Regions from separate parts of the Rattus norvegicus genome. Here region 1 is linked to region 2. The links are chromatin contacts, called in public Hi-C maps. All regions are on one chromosome and are shown on one strand. The core of a region is the stretch at or near the end of the contact, and the rest is flanking DNA. Distances in the headings are between cores, read along the strand shown. Region 1 overlaps Lrmda (leucine rich melanocyte differentiation associated). Region 2 overlaps Lrmda (leucine rich melanocyte differentiation associated).

Region 1 (5,721 bases), core at 910-3,409, 150 kb before region 2:
TGGAGGAGTGGGGGGTGGGGGCTGGGGGTAGGGAGTCTGGGAGTGTGGGGGAGTAGGGGTTGTGGGGTGTGGGGGTGTGGGGGTGTGGGGGTGTGGGGGTGTGGGGGTGGGAGTGTGTGTTTGTGGGAGTTGGCAAAGAAGCCAGTGGGCAGGAAAGTCAGATGGGGGTTCTTCTTGCAGAGGTGAGTAAGAAGTCTGGGCAACTCCTGACTTCTGCCAGAAGGCCTGGGGTGGAGGGCCCATGTGTTCCCACTGCATGTACACCAGGGACTGTATGGTAAGGACCTAAAGGTGGCTGCACGACTCTCTTGTTTATCACTGAGGGAGATCTGTGGCCAGAACAGCCTGGGCAGGCAGAGTGGAGCCGGAGCCGGCCTTCATCACCCTTCACTCAGTACGCCCTGATTAACATCAGGGTTTAGCTTGCTTCTTGCAATGATCCCCACAAAAAGCCTGGGAAGGAGGGCAGACACAAAGAGCCTCCCACTGTCCAGCCTGTGACCCCAGGCCGTTTCTGGGGAAGCACTTCTCCCAGGTTGGCAGCCATCATCACCTTAGGGGTGGGGAAGACCCACAAGGCCTGGGTGTGACCCTTTATTTCCTTCTGGGGCTTCGGTTTCCTGGCCTGCTAAAGCCATCTCTCACTGTATGGGGTGTGGCCCAGCTCTAGAGATCCTGGTGCAATTTCAATGCCAGAGTGTTGCCTTTGGAGATTAAATTACTCAGGGCTCTGCAGTGTGTTCTAGCCTGAAGGTGTTAGGGTGCTGTTGACAGAAGGCAGAGCGTTCCCCCCAACCCCCCACCCCACTTTTTTTGCTTTGATTTGTGTACATTAGTGGAGGTATGTGTTTGAAAAGGGGTTACATCTGTCAGAATGTTGCCACTTAAGATTTGCCCCCTTCCTTCGAAAATGACATAAGAACAAGCCACACATGACATTTTGGCCAGGCTCCCGAATGAAGTTTCCAAACTGGAGGACTTAGGTCTCTCCTCTTTTACTTCTTCCTGAAAACTCAACCAGGGGCAGAAGGCATTGGAAGAGAGAGGGGCATCACAGGGGGAGTGGTGGTGGTGGTAGCATTTGAATTTTCTAGTCAGCAGTGTCTCTGATGTTGTCTGGGAAGTGTGAACCATTCCACAGTAGGGAGGATGCACACAGTCTTTGGGACAGAGTGAACAGTTAGGGCAAGCTGAAATACACATAGGCATCTTGGGACTGTGTTAGGCAACTCAATGTGTATGTGCCTCAGAGGGTCTTTCCAGTTCCTAGATTTACAAACAGAGTAAGTGGTTCTTAAAAGGGCCTCTGGAAGGCTCTTCTCATTCTTCTCTCTGCTTAACTATTCTTGAGCTTTGAGATCTTCTAGTCCTTGTCTCCTAAGAAAAGGAGACACCAACATTGGGATGGGAGAAAAAATGGTAAGGGGAGGGAGTGGGAATCCAATCTGAAACTGCCCTAAAGTTCAGTGAGGAAATGTGACAAGAGGCATAGTCAGGAATCTGCCCTGTTCACCATGCTGCTCTTATTGGCCAATGAGAAGATACCTTCCCATCTCTCCCTGCTTCCTGCCTCTCCACCCCCTACCCCACCCCAAAAAAAACCAGAGCACTGTTTCTGGACACAGCTTCTTGTCTCCAGGTAAAAGCCAGCACAAGGTGGTGAAAGAGGTGGGGAGGAGCTGGCTACCCTCTCAGCTTCATACCCCGCCCCTCCATGCCCTGCTTCCTCAGCCACAAGTTCACAGGTAAAAAGAGTTATTGCCAGCTTCTCTCTCGGAGAAAGCTGTCTGCTCGCCATGGTAACCTTTTCCCAGATCTGGGACTGTCAGGGTGAGGTGCAAAGTTCACAGAGCTCCTCATTGTGTCCTCCTCTCATCGTGCCCCCACATCCTACCCCATCCCAAAGCCACAGAGGTTGGTTTGCAGCGGTATTTAAAGTCAAGATGCCAAATGAAAAGTCCCTCGTTTAGGTTGGTGCTCACACAAAGCTGCATTGTGGTTTCTCTCGGCCTGTCAGACTTGTCAGGCCTAGTAAGAAAAAGTATATTGTTTCCAGCACTTGGATTCCTTTCTCCCTGACATCTGCCACTCTGTAAAGATGATAAATTCCTGCCTCATTAGCCAAGGGTGTGGGATTACAGGCTGACAACACATTAATCACCAGCCTCGGTGGCAGGCTGACTAGCAATAGGCATTGTTAACAAAACTTTTCTAATATGTCACTCTTCTCTATGACAGCGTGTAATCAATCATTGTGATTGACGGCGCTGATAGATTACACTATTTATACTTTGTGTAATGAAAGATAGTGTTTCCACCTACTGTCATTTCTGGGCTAGTGGCAGGGAATCGGTGAATGGAAACAAACACAACAACAGGGCGAGCCCTCATTGCCCCCCAAAATATCCACAGAAATCCCCCACCTTCCCAAGCCTGGAATCTAGCTCGTATTTCTGGAAGTGAACAAGGCCTCAGGAGAGGATCTCGGGGGTGATTTGTGGGATGGTGGGCAGTGCCTGAAATGTTACAGGCATTTGGGATCTTCAGGGAGAGCCGGTTGCAGTGGGCACAGTCCCAGGTTCTGTTAGGTCAAGTTGATACAGGTAGATCCCCTAGGCAGCTCTGTGTCAGCTTATGCATGAACCACTGAGCCCGGTGCTCCTCCTCTCCTGCCAGATGAGAGATGATTTAGATGTTGATAAAATATTTGTTCTCTCATGGCTCTGAGGGCAAATATTATCCTTGTTGCCCATAATTGTACAGCACTTCATAAGTCAACAGCACCCAGAGTGAGCAAAAAGCCAATAGTGGGAGAGGGGGGCTGCTGCTGCTGCAGGCTGTGGCTGAGACCTGTTTCTCCAACCCTTTGAAGCCCAGACAGTTACCGTTACAAACCGGGAGGCTGGGGATGGGGACGAATCAGCAATGTGTTCTGCTCTCTTGTACTGGTTATTTCTAGAGTGCCTTTCCCATCATTTTTGTTTTGGTCTAAAACAAATTTGTTAAGGATGCAGGCTATTTTTGACCAGCTGTAAGCTCTCCTTTCAGCAGAGAGGCAAGTGTGGGTGATGTGGGGCCGCCGTCGCCCTCTGAGTGGGGAGGGCTTTTGCTGCCAGGGAACCATTACTCAGCGGACTATGCCACAACCGCCCATTTGAAGAAACCGTTGACAAATATTTTGCTTAACTTTCCTTGCTGTTGACAAAACACGAACACCCTTTTCCTTAGTTCTTTGAGGTGATTCAAGAGATCATACAGGATTCTATTTGACTTCCCAGATCTGATCTGACTTGGAAGTCCCCAAACTTACCATTACATGTGATGTTGAACTTTGTGTCCCAAAATTGTGGGACAGTTAGAAAGGGATGAAGTAGAGAGGGGTGTGTGTGTGTGTGTGTGTGTGTGTGTGTGTGTGTAGCTTTGTGCAGTTGGTAGGCATCAGACCCTTGCCGTCACCCTGACAGTTGGCAGAGCAGGAGGAACCTGAGACCTCCCCCTGGTAAAACTTTTAGAGGAGCATGCGGTGGGAGGAGGCACGGGGAGCCAGTGAGACTAAACTTTAATCTCTCTGTGAAGTTTGAGTGAGCCTGGGATGATTAATGAGAGGGCAGGCCGTCTGATTAAGCCCTTCCGAGTCATGAGACATGATTAGTAGGTGACAGGGACGGTAACAGTATCCAGCCAAACCCTTGTTTCTTTCACGGCTCCGGCTGTTATATGATTAATGTCCCCAAGGGCTATCTTGAGGTCAGGAAGGGGAACCTGTCAGAACAGGTGGAAGTGACAAAATGGGCAGAAAGTCCTTAGGGGCGATGAGAGCGATGAGGGAGTGAGCAGAGGGGGCAGGGTAGCCAGATGGAGCCTGCGACCTTTCTGTGATCTGAGCAGGCACGGGAAGCATTGTGGGAATGAAAACAGGGAAGAGTCACAAAACTGCAGATGTTTCTAGGTCCTTGGTGCATCAAGGACTGCCAGTTTGGACTTGAGGAGAGTACCTCCTGACACGCTAGTCATTGCACATGGTTTGTATTTGAAGCTGGGTTGGGCTGGGACCACTTTGGACCCTGCAGGATTAATGTGGGGCACTGACACCTGTGCCTGTGAGTGCTGGAACAAGTGTCTTGCTCAGGGGATTAAGTGCACATCAACTGGACAGAGTTGATATTTCAATCCACTGCTCTCTGGGGCCAACACAGCCTCACAGTTTTGAATGTACTCCTTGAGAAAGGTGATACCAAGCTGGAGAAGCCTCTCTGAGGCAAACTATTTGCCGAGCCTGCATGATTCAATCCTTAGTGCCTCAAAAATACAGGAATAAATCACTAGGAGAAATAAAACAGGTTCTCTGGAAGGCTCGCTTGGCTTAACAGACTTACAAGCTTTTATACATATATAACAACAACAACAGCAACAACAACAAAAATACTGGAAAAGTCACACTGTAGGTGAGGTAGTTAGTGCCCAGTACCTGATGGGAGACTAGAACCTCAGCCTTCCTCCTTCCATTTTTGTTAACTGGAAACCATTAAGACCATGATCATAAGTATCCAATCATTCTATTAGATATGGACTAACCCACATGACCTCCATCTCTGTCTTGGTCTTTTATCTTTTGAGACAAGGTCACATTCTGTAGCCCAGGCTAGCCTTGAATGTCTGTCTCCTTGCTCAGCCTCAGTGCTAAGATTTCCAGTCTTTGCCAGTTGGCCAGACTATGACTTTTCTCTTCATTCTCCTTAGCCAAGTTATTTTCCTTCCAGAAAGGACTTTTGCTTGTTTGGACCCCATTAGAAGCCTCCATGAACTCCCCTGGAAAAGTAGTCTTCATCAATGTGATTAGATGATAGTGACCTTGATTGACAGAGTTCAGGAGGGTAGCCATTTTGGCATTCAAGTGAAACAGATTGCATTTGGTTTCATCTGGCAATCCTGACTTTGCTCCTTCTCCCTTTGATGTCCTGTGTGTAGAGTAGTCATGTTGAGCAGCTGCACTAGGCCTGTGATTGATCAAGTAAAGCTCTATCTTCAACTACTTCTAGGAAGCTGTTGCACTTCTGGTTCCTTCTGCTAGACACATCTAAGTTTTTCTTTTAATTAAACTTACTTATGTGTACAAATGTTTTGCTTTCATGTGTGTCTATGCACCTCATGGATACCTGGAGCCCTTGGAGGCTGAGAGGGCTTCAGTTCCCTGGGGAATGGTGTTCACAAATCACATTGAGCTGCCATGCACTCCCCAAAAATCAAACCTAGGTTTCTGAAAGGAGTGGACAGTGCTCTTAATCGCCATCCTGTCTTTCCAGCAGGGTTTTAGTTGTTCTTAAGAAGTTTTTCTTGGTGTGGCTAGAGTCTTATAAGGGCACAGGTGACGATAAAGTATAAAGGATACTGAAAACTTACCAGAGTGATTAGTGCCGCCAGGCAACGTTACAAACTAGGTGATTGATAAGACAAAGTCCTTTCCCAGTTTGTACTCTCACAGCCCCAGCCTTAAGGGATAAATTATGAATATATCGGAGAGTTCTCAGTTTTAGAGTTCTGGTATTTGGTTTGTGCTGTAGGTTGTACCATAAAATTATCCAACCTTACTAGGCCAAGCTGAGGGTGGCTCTGCCCTCACTGACCCTCTGGGAAATGATGACAAAAGAAACCTAAATGAGACTGAGTCCATTCCGCTGTACTGGAGTCACCCAGGGACAGAGTCTTCTGAGAACTGACAGA
Region 2 (6,377 bases), core at 3,875-6,374:
GTGTGTGTGTCCATATGTTACGGAATATTGTGGTCTCTCAGGCTTCTCAAATTAGTATAAACTTCAAAACCTGCTTGTACTTCAAGAAGCCCCCAGAGAGCAGACTTATTAATGTACCCCTTCATTTGGAAGCTAGGCAATGTGATTTCTACTTGATCAAGCTACTTTTCCATGCAATCAGAGCCCCTAGATACCTTCTGTTCATTTTTCAAAGGGCTTCACCCAGGCTCAGAGGCACACACAGCAGCTCAGCACTGGAAAGTAGACCCAGGTGAGGTTTGTGATCCTTTTGTTTTCCTTACTAGGTCTACTTAAATGGTAGATGGCGGTTACACTGTCATTGATGGGTCCACCCCTTCTTAAGGTGGGGATCATCCCTGCCAAGGTTGCTGTGTGAGAGGTTTGGAGGCCTTCCTGTGTTCACCTGCACTCTTGCTGTCCTCATTCTGAAACACCAGGAAACAACTCTGACTAGTTGAGGAAAGGAATTTGCTTTTTACCAAACCAGATAAATGAGAGCCTGGGACTCTCGCTCTGTAGGATTGAGATGCAAGTGAAATGGGTCATTTTTTCCAGCTTCGCATCTGTACAGAGCATCGTAGGCCCTGTGCCTCTCCCTGTGCACAACGTAATCTCTGTACAACCCAGTCTCAAAGAAAAGAATGTGTGAAAATCAGCAGTGTGTAGTGGGCAAGCCTCTATTACAACTTCTTCTTGTACAGTAACAAGCATATATTTCTGTACAGTAACAAGCATATATATATATATATATATATATATATATATATAGAAAGAATTGAGAATAAATAAGGCAAATGAGTGCTTTCATTAGAAATGAATAAATACTGTGAACATATTTATAGTGCTATTGAAAGAATTATAAATATTTAAGACTAGAGAGGGATCATGAGATAGGTAATCATTGCATATGGTCCCTCTACCTATAGAGACATATGTGTATTTTTAAATCCAGGAAACTATCCATCTACTTCCGGAAGCACTGAAGACTGATGCCACAAAGTTTAAACCCAGCCCATCATTACAAAAGAGTAGAGAAGGACTGTGTCAGTGGGAAGGCATTGTATCAGATGCGGATATTATTATCTTTTGATTATAGCGAAGAATAATTCTTGGAAGAGACATATATACGTGTGTGTATGTGTATGCATGTATGTGTGTACGTGTGTGTATGTGTGTACGTGTATGTGTGTACGTGTGTGTGTGTGTGTGTGTGTGTGTGTGTGTGTGTGTGTGTACAATAGGGCCATTGATGTCTTTCCAACTTACTTCTTATATGAAGAGGAGGTACCTGTGTTTGTGTGCTTTTTCCAGAGAGGAAGTCATTTGGCTTACTTGGTTTGGACATTCTCAGAACATTGATTTTGGCTCTTCCGTAGCCTGTAGTTGTTGGTTGCCTCATTGTGTTATAAGCCACAGGCTTCCTCCTTTCCCTGTTGTAAGAGCACGGCACTTGGTTCAGGAACATCTAGGAACACAGAATGACATTCTGTCCTGGAATCCAGGGTCGGGGTTTCCTGGAGGCATGACTGTGGAATGTCCTGTCTGCTGAGCTGACTTGTTTAGAGCATTAGACAAGATGGCTCTGTGCTGTGCTGAGCACCCCTGGTACGCAGGGAACATTCAGCTTCCTCCTTTTGGTTTCTTATACACAGTGGCAACCTCAAAGATGCTTCAGGACCAAATTCAATCCCTCATCTTCTGGTTGAGCTGTAAAGCAAAAAGGCTGTCCTGCCTTCAGGGTCATACCAAAATTTTAAAATGTACAATGTCAAATATAGACATGGAGGGTTCTAGAAGATTCCAGAAGACACAGTGCAGATTTCATTAAGTCAGCATTATCCTTGTCAGTGAAAAAGGGGTTCGTTTCTCTAATCATAAACAACAGGGACTAATTCTGTTAAACAGCTTATAAATTTTTACATACATGTGAGAAGAATCGCTTGAAATCCAAAGCTGCCACTAGGAATAATTAGGAGTCACAGAACAGATCTCAGTAATGTGACAGCAGCTCCTAAAACATCCCACAGGATAGAGAAACACAAGCTGGCATGACCTATATGTTTAATAATACAGATCATTGCCCTTGAATGTAAGCTAAAGGGCAGGAGTAAGTGCTGGCTGGCTTCATCATGTTTTCGGGGGAAAAAAATAATCACCAAAATTTATTTATGAATTTACCACACAAAGTTCCCTCGCTTTGATTAGGAAACAACAAAGCTTTCTAAGTAACAACTCAGCATGCAAAAGTTAGAAAACAACAAAACCAAAAACAAAACAGAAAACCAAACAACAACAACAACAACAACAAAAAAGAAACCAAAAGCAAAAAACCCAAACCACCCCCACCAGGGCCTAATTTCTTATATTCTGTCATGCCTGGCAAAACATATTAGGTAAGACCCCGCTTAGACAAATGACTTTGTTAACAGTAGAAATAACCTTTAGTTTAATTAGAAAATAGGAGCTATATGGGACAATAAAAATGGTTACTGCCGCCTTCCGTCACTGTTTACTGAATAGGATCGTGCTGGCGATAATGGTACGCATTATTTATTTGTGCAATAGCACACACTTGGTAATTGTTCATGTTGTTGGGAGTTGTCCTGTATGAATATCATGCAGAATCTGTTTCCTTTGATCCACGGGAAAAAATAGCATGCTTTTTTTTTTTTTTTTTTTTTTTTTTACAAAAAATGACCAGGGTCTCCCTGGATCCAGCTTATTGTGGTCTGCATAGCTTTAAGCCCTCTCTGGTAAGGGTGGAGTTTCTATGGAACTGTCAGCTGTACAGTGAGAGCTGGTGGGTCGGTGTGAATCAGCTGGTTTTGTCTAAGAGCACCTTCGAGATCTCATGGAACATCCTTTTCACCTAGACCATTTCATCTTCAGTTAAGATTTCCCAGCACAAGCAAATCCCATAGCCAGGCTAGAGGGGAAAAAACAAAGTCTCCTACCCCAAGATATGTAGGAAGAGAGAAATCTGCTTCACGGGATGAAGATTGCATTGAAACACACAGGGCTGGTGGGTAGGGGCAGGGTGCTGAAGGTGTCATCAGATTTCAGAGTGGATTCCATCTGGTGTCTGAATGTGAATCCTGTAGTTGTGAGGCTGTGTTTGCAACTGGAGTCAGCAGCCAGGTTTAACGTATTGTATGTACCCCACACGGCAGCTAATACTTGGTTTTCTTTGTGTATGCATGGGTGTGTGTGTGAATGTCATATGGTTGTATGCTTGTGAATGTGCACGCGCATGATGTGCGCGTGTGCACGCACGTGTGTGCGCGTGCGTGCACACACACACACACACACACACACACACACACACACACCCAGGTCAGAGTTAGCCATCTCCATTTAATGTTCTATCTTTTTTATTTTTGAGACAAGGTCTCTTGCTAACCCTGGAGCTCACTGACTCTGCTATACTAGCTGGGCAGAGAACTAGAGGGACGGCCATCTCCACCTCTAAGCCGGCTCTGTAGTTCAAGATTTTTGCTTGCTTTCCCTAGTTGCTGTGGATCCAAACTCAGCTCCTCACATTTGCACAGTGAGCAGTTAACCCTCAAAGTCATTCCTCTAGTCCCACCTGACACTCGTTTTCTTTTGGGGACTCAGGGGGTTCCATTTGCACATTTTATTGTGTTTCTAAGAGTAGATGCTCTGTTTCCTGCCTTCTAGAAAAGGATTGTGTGTAGCTTATGATGTTGGGTGATTTATTTTTCATTATGGCTGCTTAAGGATTTATCCCTCCCGACTCTGGTAAGTGTGAGATATTTCCCCAGATCCTGTACTACTAGCTAATGCTTGAGTCACCTGCAGAAATCCACAGAACCTTTGTATATAGGTGTTGGGGTTTGTGTGTGTGTGTGTGTGTGTGTGTGTGTGTGTGTATGTGTGTGTGTTTGCCACAGTCTTCTTTCTCTTAAAGTCCTAAAGAGCCCTTTCTGAAAGGTTTTTCCATGGGCAACCCTTATAAAAATATAGGCTGTATGTCAAAAGGAAAACCACAACAAAACCCCTTTTCTTCACACAATTCATTTTAAGCTTGAAAATCCCCGAAAATCCCCAGTCTCCCTTTGCAGGCTGGTTCCCACTCCCTAGCTTTCCTCACAGCCCCCCCTCAGAGGGAGAAAAAAGCATTTCTTCCAAGGACTGATAAGTCTTTGGCCGATGCTTAGCAACTGCATTCCTGTGCTGTAAGTAGCTGCAAGCCCCTTTGATGTGTCTGTCAGGGCAGATTTATTTTGTTTTAGCACATTGTCTACTTGTCCAGATGTATCGGGAGATAAAAAGGAGTCATGTTTACACTCCTCCTCCTCTTCCTCTTCCTCCTCCCTCTCTCTCTCTCTCTCTCTCTCTCTCTCTCATTCTCTCTCTCTCAAATGTAATTAAATTGTGGTTTTGATGAGTCTTGGGGACTTCCAGCTGAAGGAAACAGGAATTGGCTGGAGTCAGGAGAAAAGGAAAACTTCTTTAGTGGCAGGGACACCTGACTTGGTCAAAAAATAAAGCCCAGGCACCAGCTGGCTTGGTTCAGGGAAGCTAGGGGCCGAGTTCTGAGTCTTTTGTCCATTTCTAGGCAAGGTCAACCCAGAAGAGGGGAGGTATCCCTCCAGCACTCCTGGTACTGTGTTTGTGAAACCTTCCTTGTTGCCGTACACAAGCGTGCACAAAAGGCCTCCACTCTGTCCCCTCCTCCCTCCTCTCTCCCCTCCTCTCTTCCTTTCTCTTTCCCTCTTGTCCCCCATTCGCTGTCTCTCCTATTTTCTCTCTCCCATGTCTAGTTTCTTTCATGTCAAGATACCACTCTATCATGTTTATGGTTGGCTCATCTACGGTAGGCTGTTGTCACTCAACGCTAATACAGTCACTTGCCTGTGTTTGCATGAATACTTCTTCCCTTCACAGGGGCTTGATTCCCCTTGGGGTGAGGCTGTCATGCTTCCTGTCCTTTGCTGACGTGAGGTTCTTAACGTTCATATTTAGTAACACCGTTCAGAGTCCTGTTAATGACCTTCGCCAACCAGGAACAGGATATATAGTATTACCCAAGACTGGCCGGACAGCAGCTACCACAGTCTCTGATCTGCCGCACTGCCAGCTCTAGATTTACATCTCAAATAGGTTACACTACAGCTCCCCCTTCTGCTGACTGAGCTGCGCAGCACGAGGCCTGCATTGCAAGCGGCTGTCCCTAATGACAGTCCTCAAGACCCTGTCTTTTGCAGGATGGGCCAGTGACTAGCAGATGCTTCCCTGCACTCTTTCAGTCTCCCTTTGGATTCAACTTTTTATGATGCACTCATCAAAAAAAAAAATCACAGATTGCAGGAGCAAGAGAAAAATATAATAAAAGGCAAGCCCAATTAAGTGAGCTGTATGCTGCCTCACTTAGCATGGGGCCCAGTGTCCTCTTGTTGGAGCCTCAGCCAAGCCTGAGGACTCTGAATGCATCTTGGAAGCCACAGGCTCTGCTTTTGTTTCTATCACTTGTGGATCACACTGAACCCCAGGAAGGAAGTTTTCTTTTGTTCTAAACAACCTCTGGATGACTCTTTTTGGCAAAGTGTGCAATGTAACTTAAGCCCTTGCATACAACAAAAATCAACAGTGCCCTGCTTGAGAAGAGCCCGCACATAAGGAATTGGGAGTGTAGGACCCAGTGTGTGCCTCTCAGTGAGATTCAAGGGGTCCAGAGGGGACACTTCTCTTAGAAAACAGTGTGCGCAGTGACTGGGAAGTCTGACACAAATGCTTTGCTACTTTGTTATTTTGTTTTGTTATTTTATTTTTAACTCATTTTTTACTTTGTTACTTTGAACCAAGTGGAGAATGATGGTGTTTGTTTAGCATTAAAGTTATGTGTTTTACCATGTGACAAGAATTTATTGAAACATGACTATGAATCAGCTGTTCAGGATTTGTGGTGACAAAAAGTCAGAGAGTTTGCAGTACAGCAGGGGACCATTGCTATGGCAGAGTGTGCTAGAGAGGAAGCATCAGGAGAAAGATTATTCAGTGAAGATCTCTTGATCTCAGGACTGAGCACCTGAAGGAACAGGAAGGCTGCCAGACAGGTTCCAGCTCGACAAGTAAGGGGAGAGGCAAGAGTCAGGCCTGAGAAGAAGGAAAGGCTGTGGCCTGGGGACTTGTTGGCCTTGTTCAAAGCTTGAAATTCAGGCCAAATATTACATGCAGTTTTAAGCAGAAAAGCAACTTTGTCAGATTTATGTTCTAAAAGGAACATTCTAAGGATTGTTGCTTCAGCTAGGACATGAGGGGAGTAGGCCAGGAATTCAGTTCTACAGTGTTTGTCTATTTGCTTATTTGTTTGGGAAACAGAATCTGTATCTTAG

The links. Hi-C and Micro-C count contacts between places; a contact is called where the count stands out from the background.
Region 1: a contact with region 2 is called in a Hi-C map of psoas muscle, with 9 times the contacts expected there. The contact joins two enhancer-like sites. A contact is called at or near these places in 2 of 12 Hi-C or Micro-C datasets (kidney and psoas muscle).

What each region holds. Positions count from the first base shown.
Region 1 is chr15:1,669,124-1,674,844 of GRCr8, reverse strand. The region is part of intron 5 of Lrmda (leucine rich melanocyte differentiation associated); the gene reads left to right. Among named protein-coding and RNA genes, the nearest start is that of Trnat-agu13, 230 kb to the left of the region's middle. Within about 2 kb of position 2,159, at least 3 of the 93 cell types and tissues checked have an H3K27ac peak or open chromatin away from gene starts, as enhancers often do.
Region 2 is chr15:1,520,103-1,526,479 of GRCr8, reverse strand. The region is part of intron 5 of Lrmda (leucine rich melanocyte differentiation associated); the gene reads left to right. Among named protein-coding and RNA genes, the nearest start is that of Trnat-agu13, 380 kb to the left of the region's middle. Within about 2 kb of position 5,124, at least 26 of the 93 cell types and tissues checked have an H3K27ac peak or open chromatin away from gene starts, as enhancers often do.